2 separate regions of the Zea mays genome follow, and region 2 is linked to region 1. The links are chromatin contacts, called in public Hi-C maps. All regions are on one chromosome and are shown on one strand. Each heading gives the region's core, a stretch centred on a gene start, on an enhancer-like site or on the middle of the called end of the contact. The rest is flanking DNA. Distances are from core to core; before and after follow the strand shown. Region 1 holds the start of LOC100191399. Region 2 holds the start of LOC103633041 (flowering time control protein FPA).

Evidence for each region. A called contact is a pair of places that touch in the nucleus more often than the background predicts.
Region 2: a contact with region 1 is called in a Hi-C map of ear, with 2.2 times the contacts expected there. The contact joins the promoter of LOC103633041 here to the promoter of LOC100191399 in region 1. A contact is called at or near these places in 9 of 25 Hi-C or Micro-C datasets (bundle sheath, ear, endosperm and 3 more).

The regions. Positions count from the first base shown.
Region 1 is chr7:146,370,135-146,376,118 of Zm-B73-REFERENCE-NAM-5.0, reverse strand. LOC100191399 reads right to left here and starts at 1,652. Exons shown (of 5, transcript NM_001358448.1): 1 at 1,243-1,652; 2 at 1-133. The coding sequence starts at 107.
Region 2 is chr7:146,631,909-146,637,402 of Zm-B73-REFERENCE-NAM-5.0, reverse strand. LOC103633041 (flowering time control protein FPA) reads right to left here and starts at 2,795. Exons shown (of 6, transcript XM_008654723.3): 1 at 2,298-2,795; 2 at 1,459-1,701; 3 at 1,288-1,365; 4 at 445-1,187; 5 at 1-352. The coding sequence starts at 2,636.

The sequences.
Region 1 (5,984 bases), core at 403-2,902:
ATGCTGACAACCTGAAGGAGCGAGGAGCGATGCTCGCCGGCGACTTTTACATCCGTGTTCATATGCTGAAGGAGCTTCACGAGGACACCGGGCACCAATGAAGCCATTGTCGTGAATCCTTAAGCGCATCACTCTGCATTATCCAACCAGCAGTGTGATTATCATGTCATCGTCATCTAATAAAAGCACGGGACAAATCGGAACCAAAAGGTAAAAATCCGGCAGGCAACCTGGCAGTTCCGACCAACACTCCTGAATGCAATAAAGGTCGCAACTTTTTCGTGAATCTAATGTGCAGAAACCTGTCTCACAAGTCACTGCAGATCGCATTTACTCATACCATACCAACCAAGAATTTCCGCACGGTGATCCGGATACGGAATGGAACCTAAGAATTGCACGGAGACAAACGATGATTTCAGAAAGGACACAGATGAACAAAATCGCGCGATTCTATTGAAGAGTACTATCACTAAACTGACAGAAACACACAGAACCCTCCTGATTGGCACCGGTGTTTATGCAGGAAATGCCGCTCGGAATACTCCGGCGGTGGTTCTGGACTGGAGGGAGTACGCCTGGGGAATATATGTCTTTGCTTGTAAGGAAACGAATTGAACTCGGTCCAACCCGAAACATGCTCAACACGACAAGAGGTACTCCACATACTAGTACGTAGCAGAAGTCATCAATGTAGGCGGCGGTGGTCCTGTCGTCCCCAAACCCAACTTTTCCCTCGACAAAGAAAATCTTCGAGAGAGAGAGAGAGAGAGAGAGAGAGAGAGAGAGAGAGAGAGAGAGAGAGAGAGAGAGAGAGAGAGAGAGAGAGAGAGAGCAGCTATCCTGCGAGAGAGGGTAAGAACACCACCAACCAAATCTTGCGCACGAAAAGTACTACCGCCGGTTGCCCAATCAATTCGTGCAACCTTAAACAACCTTGGACGCAAAGCAATTAGCGGAGGATATAACAGCAAGGAGCAGACACTTCGCACCAACCCTCACCCCAGGGTTGTCCTGAACAAGTGTTCTTCCTTGTCGGAGGAAGCGGCAAGGCAAGCAATGGCAAATAGTAATATTTCGGGGGAAGAGAGAGAGAGAGAGAGAGAGAGAGAGAGAGTCGATTGGGTGCAAAAGAGAAGGCAAAAACCCGCAAAAGCGAAGCGCTCGGAGAGGGAAGGAAAGGGAAAAGGGAAAAAAATCTTGGAGCAGGGGAGGAGGATAGGGAATCGGGGGAACGCGAACCTCTCGGAGCAAATCCTTGCCGCGCCTAGTGGTTTCTTCTTCTTCTTCACTCTCGTCTCCTCATCGGGCTTTGCTGTGGGCGCACGGAGGGGGAAAAAGGCTGGTTTGGATTTGGAGCAGAGAAGAGCAGGGCGGGCGGGGTCCTTCCACCGGCTCACCGCTGGCGGGATACGCAGCTCCGCGCTGGTGCGGTCGCAGGGCACGCAGGTCCGGTCAGCGGAGTGGGGAGAGGCGCGGCCGCGCGCGTCTCATCCGGTCAGTCGTCACATCCAAGGGGCGGAAAAAACAAGTCAAGGATGGTCTCCCGCTCCGCGGCTCCGGTGTCCGGTCTCCACTCGTTGCCTTCGGCTTGGCTGTGGCTGCCTCCAGCCCTGGAGTGGACCGCTCGCTCCAGCCGAGAGGAGCAGAGAGCTAGAGACGAGTCTCTCTACACCTCTTTCTCCAGCCAAGTTGGCTGTGTGGCCTGTGGGATACTAGGATGTGGAGTGAAGAGACCGGGCAGCCGGCGAGGGGTGGGGGTGCCCAGCCTAGTAACCGGCTAACCGCAACGCGCAGCTGACACACGCAAGCCAGCGGACGGCGGACGCGTCCACTGCTGTGCTGCTTCAAGCAGCAGCACAGGCACAAGCAAAGCAGGCGCCCGTCGTGGGCTCGTGGCCGGCCTAGGCCTTGCGCCCTTGCGTGGTGTGCAGTGCAGTAGGCACTAGGGGAGATGGCAGTCGGATTGCGGTGAGCCGTTGCTTTCCAAGGGGGGCAGACAGAGACAGGCTTGGCCGTTCGGGAGGAGGGAGTCTCCACATCACCTTTTATTTATTTTATCATCATCCTCTCGAAAGAGACGAGCGGAAAAGAGAGCAGAGCAGACCCAGGACAACCCTGCCTGCCCGTGATTTTGCACAGATCTCCCGCGAATTCGACATGATAGGGATCCGTATTAATGTACAGCACAGCGTACTGTCCATCTTTTGCACGAGGGAATGAACCAAGCACAGCAGTAGCGATGGCCGGTGCTGCCGCCGCCACCGATCGAATTGATGATTAGCGGCGACGACGTAGCCGGCGAGTGACTGGCACCCCGTAACCACCCCGCGCCCGCCGGTCGGCCGATTATGCGTAGTTATCAGTTTAGTACTGCTAATCGACGCGGAACAGTGCTCAGCGTGGTGGAGTACTCCACCTTATAGATGTCCAAACGGGCGGCACGGCCCGGCCCAGCCCGAGCCCGACTCAGCCCGGCCCGTTTGAGCCCGGCACGGTTAGGCCCAGCTACTTAACCGTGCCGGGCCGGGCCGCCCGACGGGCCCAAACCTCTTCCCGAGCACGGCACGGTCTAGGCCCGACCATGCCGGGCCGGCCCGAATAGCACGGGCCATTTAGTGACCCGGGCCAGCCCGAGCCCGCAAACACAAAACTATATTTAGCAAAAACACCCCAAAACCGATAGCACAAAAAACCGTAAAACTTACAGCACAAAACCCTAAAACTAAAACATATGACATTTGATAGATGACATCAGAGATAAAGAGATCTTAAATACAGAGAGTACAGTTTACATCACCAGATGTCCAGATCACTAGAATAGAGTAGGAACAAGAAGAATAGTAGGAGATTACAAAGTGTAGGGCCTAAGCTCTAAGGGTCATTAAGATAAAGTCCTTCAAATGCTTCTTCAAGGTCTTGGTCCACTCGACAACCAAGATATCTAGAGCTGTGAAACCAGCCTGTCACAAAAGAATTTATCCTCATGAGAACAAGATTTAGTAACAGACTTATTTGAACAAAATCAAGTATGCAAAATATACTGCTGACACTCCTCATATAGGAAGTCACCATCGAACACCAACAGTAATGATGGTGATGGAGTGTTTGAGAAAAATATTGAAACTCGTAATACCTTAACAATTAATAATGATGCAGAAATAGGATCTCTAACTCCCAAAACAGTCCAGACAAGTGAGTTGTCAGACCCTGCAGGAATTATTCCAACTGGAATTGATACAGCTTCTGCTCTATCACTCCTGAAAGTGCATTCATCCCTTTTGTGAGTTTTGGTGATTTGGATAACAACACATTTAAAGGTCTAACAAATTTGCTAAGTGTTGAACAGGGAATTCAGTATGATGAACATACTTGAATAGTGTATAATGATCAGTGAACAAAGTTCAACACAAGGTCAAATAACCAGTGAGACAATGCAAATGGATATAATATGGTCTCTATATTGGTTTGAATATATGGACAAGTCCTGAGAAATCACTATGCATAAATATGATCATAATAGAGGTTGAAGTGATTAAGAGGATTGGTCAAGCCAAAGTGAACAAGATATGAGGAATCGTGAATTGGCTTGACCATATTACTATTAGTCCATATATGAATATATGAGAATCAAACTAGAGCTTGATTGATCTTAGCAGTTATATCTAGATGACATTCAAGCAAGGTTCACAATATTGAAGAAATGATTCTCTCAATGGATGCTCAATAGGATGTGACTCAAGAATGGCTTGATAGGGTGAAGATAGCAAGGAAAGGGCTTCGAGGAACTAAGCGAAGGTGAAGGCCAAGCGACGGCTTGTAGACCGAGGTACCATGGCTAAGGTGAAGAAGAGAGTACTTGCACTAAGTCGATGAACTAATCAGCTATGAAGAGTTACAACATGTTGATGCATCAGTAAGGTGACTTGAAGCCATGATTTGAACTCATATATGGTGAAATGGCACAAGTCATAGGCTCGATTTGTGTTTGCTTCAAAAGGTGAGACAAAGATGTTTGTGATCCTTATGAAGCAACACCATGGAGAAATCACACTTGAGACACCAATGACTCAAGGAGTTTACTTAATTATATTTTATTTAACTTGAGTATAGGAATCGTCGTACTATCAAGGGGGATCCAAAAAGAAGGTTGGTGTTGGTACAAAAGCTCAAAAATCCTTGATCCAAAACTTCCATTTTACCCTTGTTAATCCTTAGTGAAAGTATGTAGTACAACCTTTTAAAGTCTATCTTGGTCAAAATTGATTTTTGGAAAAACAGGTTCAACCGGTTTTAAAACAGGTTCAACCGGTTTTTGCACTGTTCACCTTTTTTCAAAATACTGGTTCAGCCGGACACTCAACCGGACACTCAACCGGTTTTTGTCTGGTGGAAACAGGTTCAACCGGTTTTTGCACTGTTCACTTTTTTCTGCCAGTCTGCTGTGTCAGCCAAAAAGCTGTGCGCAGCTTTTTGAAAACCGGTTCAACCGGTTTTGGGACCGGTTCAACCGGTTTTTGAGCAGAAAAGTCAAAAACGGCTAGTTTTGGAGCCCCACCTATATATACTCACTCCTACCTCTCTCCCCACAGAATAGCACGCACAAAACTTCATTCCCAACCTGAGAAACACCTCCCACTCTCTCTCACACACCTCTTGCCTCTCCCATTTCAAATCTTTGGAGAGAAATCTTTGAGTGAGTTTGAGAGCTGCGGTTTTTGTGCTTCATCTCCAAATCTCTCTTGCTCTTCTTGATTCGAGCTTTGGTACTACATCGAGTTCTTTGTGGATTCATTACTCTTGGAGCTTCTAGCTCCTAGACGACTAGGTGTCTCTTGTGAGTCTCCAAATCTTGTGGAAGACCACAAGAAAGTTTGTATTACCCGCTCGTTTGAGTAAAGATTATTGTGTGGGCTTGACCTCTGTGGTTGGCAAAGGGAGGATTAGGGTTGAAAGAGACCCGGCTCTTTGTGGGCGCCTCAACGAGGAAGTAGGGCACCTTGGTGGTGTGACCGAACCTCGGGATAAATCTTGTGTCTCTTGTGTTCTTGCTCATTGTGTTTGTTTGTGTTCTTCGTTCTCTCACCATTGCGTGGAAGATTTGTTTATATATATTTGGTGTGTGGATTTTGAGAAGTGCCCTTCTCAGATCTACTATTTTGAACCCTGTGGATCAACTAGAACATCTCATTTCCAAAGTTAACTGGGTGAATTTCGAGATCAATTCAGTTTTACCCAGTTTGCTTCTAGTTTTTGTTGAAAAAATTTTAACTTGCCTATTCACCCCCCCTCTAGGCAACTTTCAACTCCTAATGAGAAGACCATTGAGCACCTGTAGAGCTATAAATAGTGAGCTAGCAAATAACATAATTATTCCTAACGAAATATAATATGAACCGTCTAAACTATAATACAAACAGTGCATGAGTAGTTTTAACAACTTCCATCTGAAAACCTGCAAGCTGCATCAATTTTATCACTCAATTAGTAGTAGCTAAAAGTAGCAACAAAAATATGTATGCAGTAAAAATCGAACTCAAACACAGCTATCCACTCCAGTTCCAATGTAGTATTCATTATTTCCGTTGCTACCGCAGAGCTGCACCAGGACAAAGAGACTAAAAATATGTCCATGTGGTGATCCCTTAAATGTTCAATAATACAAAAAACAGAAGATGTCTATGTTTTTTCAGTTCAGACATGCACAACAATTGAAATTATAGAAGATACCTGCCAAAATATAAAATGTTTGACTCCAGAATTATATGATACCTGCCAAAATATAAGCAGAGACAAAATATAAGTAAAGTGATGAAAAAGATCTAATTAATAATACAGACTTGGAGCAGCTAATACAAAATATCAGTAAAAGCCAGGGATGGAGGGAGGACCCGAGACCTTGAGCAGCAGGGAGGAGGGAGCTACCGGAGATCGACGTACGCCGCGCCGGGAGGAGGGAGGAGGGAGCACCTGAGTTCGCCGTG
Region 2 (5,494 bases), core at 1,546-4,045, 260 kb before region 1:
TTCATCATAGTAAGGTTGTTGTTCGGTCCCAGTTAACTGTGGCCTCAGTGCAGCAGCAGCAGAGATTTGTGGAATGTGTAATACCACACCATAAAGGCGCTCTGGACCATCAACTTGTAACACATTTGTTAGGAAATCTGATGGTGGAACCAAAAATAATGTAGTCCCTGCATCAACTTTTACAACCCCTGCCCGACTTTTTGAGCCCAGGTAACGCAAGAACTCAGTATAAGAAACAAAGTCATCTTCACTATCTGGCAAGAAAAAGACAATGTCAAATCCAGTGGCATCTGCGTAGTGCTTCGCCAGCATATCCAATCCAGTCCGAGCTGAGCAATTCATAACATCCGGTCTGCAAAGTTTAGATTAGCAGAGTAAGGTCATAAACATACACAATTCAACTTTATACAGAGCAAATATTTGTGCAACAATGTTTGGACTTACAAAGGTATGTCACTGCCCTTTGTTATAGGCAAACAACGAGCACGACAAACAGGGGATCCACCTTTGGCAATACTGCCACGCCAACAGTGCTCAATGTATGATGTACGATGCACTGTGCCCCGGACTCGAATAACAGGACTTGAGCTTCCCTCAGCGTGCACAGAACTGCCCTGATGACGGTATCCAGCAGAATAAAGACCTGTGCTGCCTGCCCTTACATCGTAAGGGTCAGCACCAGCAGCAAGCCTCATTCTTTTTGCTTCTCTTGGATCAAATGGTTCAGGTTGTGAAAGGATACCACCTGGAGTAGGCATACCCGCATAATCGTAATATCTTGTTCTTCCTCCTCTTGGTGGATCATACCCTTGCAAAGTTCCACTGCCAATACCAGGGCCTAGACGACCATCACTGGAATAGATTTCTGAACTAGGAAATCCAGCAACCGATGTTGGGTTGTCCAATTTGTTTGGTGCAAGCCCACTGTTTGAGAAAAGAATCTGAATCCTGGGATCATTGAAAAGATGACCATCTAGATTCATCTTAGCATTACAAGCTTCCGCAACATTTGCAAACTCAACAAAAGCATACTGCCTTGTCTGGAAAACTTTTATCTTCGTAACGACACCGAATACTGACATGGCATGCTTAAGTGCCTCCTCATCAATGACTCTATAAGAACCTGGAAAACCAACCCAGAGAACATTGGTAGGCTGTGCCTCTCGCATCCGCACTCCAGCAGAACTCTGCCAGGTAAACAGAACATGATAGTAAGCAACATCAGCAGATAAAAGAGAACGACCAACAACATGACAGATGAGAACTATATCTCTAAACAGTGCATACCTTCAGAGGGCCACTGCCTCTCTTATCACCCACTGGCCCTGGTACTCTACCATTGAAGCTGCTAGCTTCTGACCATTCCTATACAAATCAGTACAAACAAGTTATAACAAGAAAAACACTATAAAAATTTAATGGAGGAAATACAAATACAGCCAACAATGTGACACACACCGCTCTTCCCTTGGACCTCTGGAAATCAACACACAATTCCTTGCCACCTAGCATTTTTCCATTCAAGGATCTGTGAGCAGAAATTGCGTCTTCAAGCTTCTCAAAATCTATGTATGCTGAAGTCTGATCTTGGGAGAATGCAACACCTTCAACTTTTCCGAACTTCAGAAACTCCCCCTCAAGCTCCTCCTTTGAAATCGATGGGCTAATGCCACCAACCCACAGATTTCTAACAGCTCTAGCCTGTCAAAACGAAAACAAGAAACAAAATCTTATAAAGGCATGGACGCATGGTACTCAAATCTCCAGTTCCAACAAAAACATGGAAACGCACAGGAGACAGGATCCTATAACTTAAAATTAAACCACGACAAACACATTGCACAACGAATCGTCAAAACAAGTTATATCCTGAGTAGCATAAAATTGCATCTTCCTGCATTTTTTGCATGAATCGTCGGGTCAAGCAGTACTGTGTAAGAAATTTGCAAGGAAAGGAGCATCACTTCTAATTAATATAATATAGACTAATGACCTGATCAGCCAGATTGACAATAGATAAACATGGCATACGGCCAGTATCCTCGACCAAAACTGTCCGTGTAGCATTTTCATCAGCAACTACAAAAACCTGATGGATATCCACCATTACAAAGGCGGACCTAAACCCTAGCTAGCGCAAACAAATCACGTGGCGTCGCGGACACAAATGACAATAAACAGCAGGGTAAATCTAGGGCGGGAGTTATTTTTATTTTCAATCAAAAAATCTAGCGCGGCAGGGAGCAGATCCCAGCGCGCGCGGGGAGGGGGGAGGGGTGCATAAGCAACTAAATTACCGGCCGCGCGAACTCGGTGCGCATGGCGGCCCCCTTGACCTTTTCACCCCGGGTGGCCTCGACGGCTTCGCGAGCCTCGGCTGGGGAACGGAAGAGGACGAACGCGTAGCTGCGAGATCCGGCTCGTGCAAGGGCGCAATCGAGCGCGCCGTGCGGCCCAAACAGCGCCAACAAATCGCCCTCGGTCACGTGCGAGGGCAGGTTGCCCACCCAGAGCGTGTTCGTTTCCGGGGACCCCGCAGCGGCGCCGACCTCAGTGCCGACGGCGTCCTTCGAAGGGGAGCCAGAGGCGGAAGCGGGCGCCTCGGGTGACTCCGCGGGTAGAGGCTCCGACGACATCGCCGGAGCGGCGGGGGAGAGTGGGCGTAACCCTAGAGGGGACGGGGAATCTGGTTCGGACGCGAACAAGAGGGGGCTCTGCAGTGTGGGCTCTGTATGGTGGGCTGGGCGATTCGATGCGTACTTATTCAGAGAGCCGATGTGGTTTTCGTGGCTTCTTTCCAATAGCATTCGCGGTGATCTTTATAAAATAGTGTTCAGAATTTATTTTATCTGTTTTTTTAATAATAACAAGTAATACACCCTGTTTGTTTTAGCTGATGTAGAGTCAGCTTCTATAAGAACCGCTTTGGTAAAAACTATCCAAAATTAATGTAAATATATAATCGATCGAGTCGCCGCAATAGTTATTGAAGGTTCATCTTCACTCAAAGAATTGTCTTGCCTTTGCTCCTCCTCTTATTAGGTTCGGCCATATTTAGTCAATTATCTCAGAAGTGATCCTTCTCCCCACACGTGAAGCATCATCTCTTTCTTTACTTTTTCATGTTAATACTAAAGAGAAGATCATGTATGTACATGGCGCCCACATTAGATTAATCTTATGTATCATCCTCATTACCTTGCCAACTCGTTGGATCATCTCTTCGTCCTTGAAGGATGATGTAGAGGTTGATCATCATCATTATTATCATCTTCTTTTTCATATTCCTCTTCTTCACTTGAGTAACTTGAGCTTGCAACCTTCTTCTTGTCTTTCATCTTTTTGTGTTCATCACAAGTGAAAGCATATGGCTTTGAAGAGGTTGGTTCTTCTTCACACATCTTGCGTGACATCTTAAATGTCACGATCTTCCTGATCAAGAGCGCGAGGTCATTTGGCTCAAATCCTCCAAGTTGTGAAGGATGATGATGATGCTCCCATATTTTTGTTAAGGTAGCAAGGATATGATCTTCCTCACAGTGTCCACATCGTCTAGCTTATTAACGCCAATAGAGTTGAGCTCATTAACAACACGATTTAAACGTGAATATATGTCTCTAACAAAATCATTATCTTTCATTACAAAAGAATTATACTCATTCAAAGCTAGACAATATATTTGCTCACGGACATTTGATGTGTTGTCAAAAATCTTATGCAATTTTAGCCAAACATCATTAGGGTTTCAAAGTAAATATCTGATTAAAACTTTCTAGGCTAAGAGATCCATACAAGCAATTTTTTCTCTAACATTCAAATGAATTTATTTTTCGTCACTCGCGGTAAGCTTCTCGGGATTATTAGGTGGTTTCATCCCGTCGCGAGTGACTCTCCAAACATCTAAATCAACAACTTCTAGGTAACAAGCCATTATAGCACTATGGTAAGGGAAATTACTATCGTCGAAATGTGGTGGCCTATAGGTATCCATCCCTTCCTCCAAAAAATGTCAGCTATATTAGCGCTTAAGCTAAAAGATTCCTAATGAGCCAAACCAGACTTTGATACCGATTGAAAGGACTACATACGCCTAAGGGGGATGAATTAGGACTTCTAAATTTCTTGCTAATATAGGCCACAAACAAGTCTACTAAACAAAACATATGCAAATAGCTAAGCAATAAAGTGCAAACTAAGTTTTATCTAAGTGTGGCTATCTCTACCGTAAAATGACTGTTGGGGGCCTTCGTCCTCCGAAGGTCCTCAAAAACGTAATTTAACAATGTCTTCCAAGCATGGTTTATAGACAGGTACCTTTTGATTCAGGATTAAAGGCATATACGATGAGAAGGGCATGATCATGACGAAGGTTGCCGTTACTTCGAAGCTATGCGCAAAGGAGCTTCGGCTCAATCGCGGGAAAAGGAACCGACTTAAAGGGGAAAAGGCCATTCAGTCCTCATAGATTTTTCTATAAGCCAATAGTAAATGTAAAGGGCATGACTGTAATTTCTCACAGGCTGTGTCTTGTGCCTATAAATAGATGAACAGTACCCCCGTACTGTTCACGCTGACTTGTACTTGCTCGTGCATCACGCTTGTACTTCTACCTTCTGTCAGGCCGAAGGTATACTTGTAATTCAATATTATTTCTATTTTTCCATGATAATAAAATAAAAATGAGTTGATAATGTTGTATAATTGCTCATGTTATCTCTTACATTTCATATGTTTCTCCTTTCATTAACATGTACTGCAATAACGAAGGTATGTCCTTCATGACCTTCGTCTGAAGATCATTATGTCATAAGGAAAATAATGTTTCGAAGGACGAAAGACATTAACATTTAATGTTTTTTGTGTTGCCTTGTTCTTAAATCATAGCATTTGAGAACAAGTCCCCAACATTGGCGCCCACCTCCGGTGAACCCTTTTCGACCACCTTCGGCAAGCACTGACCTTCGTCATGCCGCCGAAGAAAGCTTCAGCACCAGGGACCGCTGCACTGCAGCCGCTGGACCCAAACCAAGAAACTCTTTATCTTCGGGAGCTTCGGCTCAATCGCGGGAAAAGGAACCGACTTAAAGGGGAAAAGTCATCCAGTCCTCATAGATTTTTCTATAAGCCAATAGTAAATGTAAAGGGCATGATTGTAATTTCTCACAAGTTGTGTCCTGTGCCTATAAATAGATGAACAACACCCCCGTATTGTTCACGCTGACTTGTACTTGCTCGTGCATCACGCTTGTACTTCTACCTTCTGTCATGCCGAAGGTATACTTGTAATTCAATATTATTTCTATTTTTCTAGGATAATAAAATAAAAATGAGTTGATAATGTTGTATAATTGCTCATGTTATCTCTTACATTTCATATGTTTCTCCTTTCATTAACATGTACTACAATAACGAAGGTATGTCCTTCATGACCTTCGTCTGAAGATCATTATGTCCTAAGGGAAATAATGTTTCGAAGGACGAAGGGCATTAACAT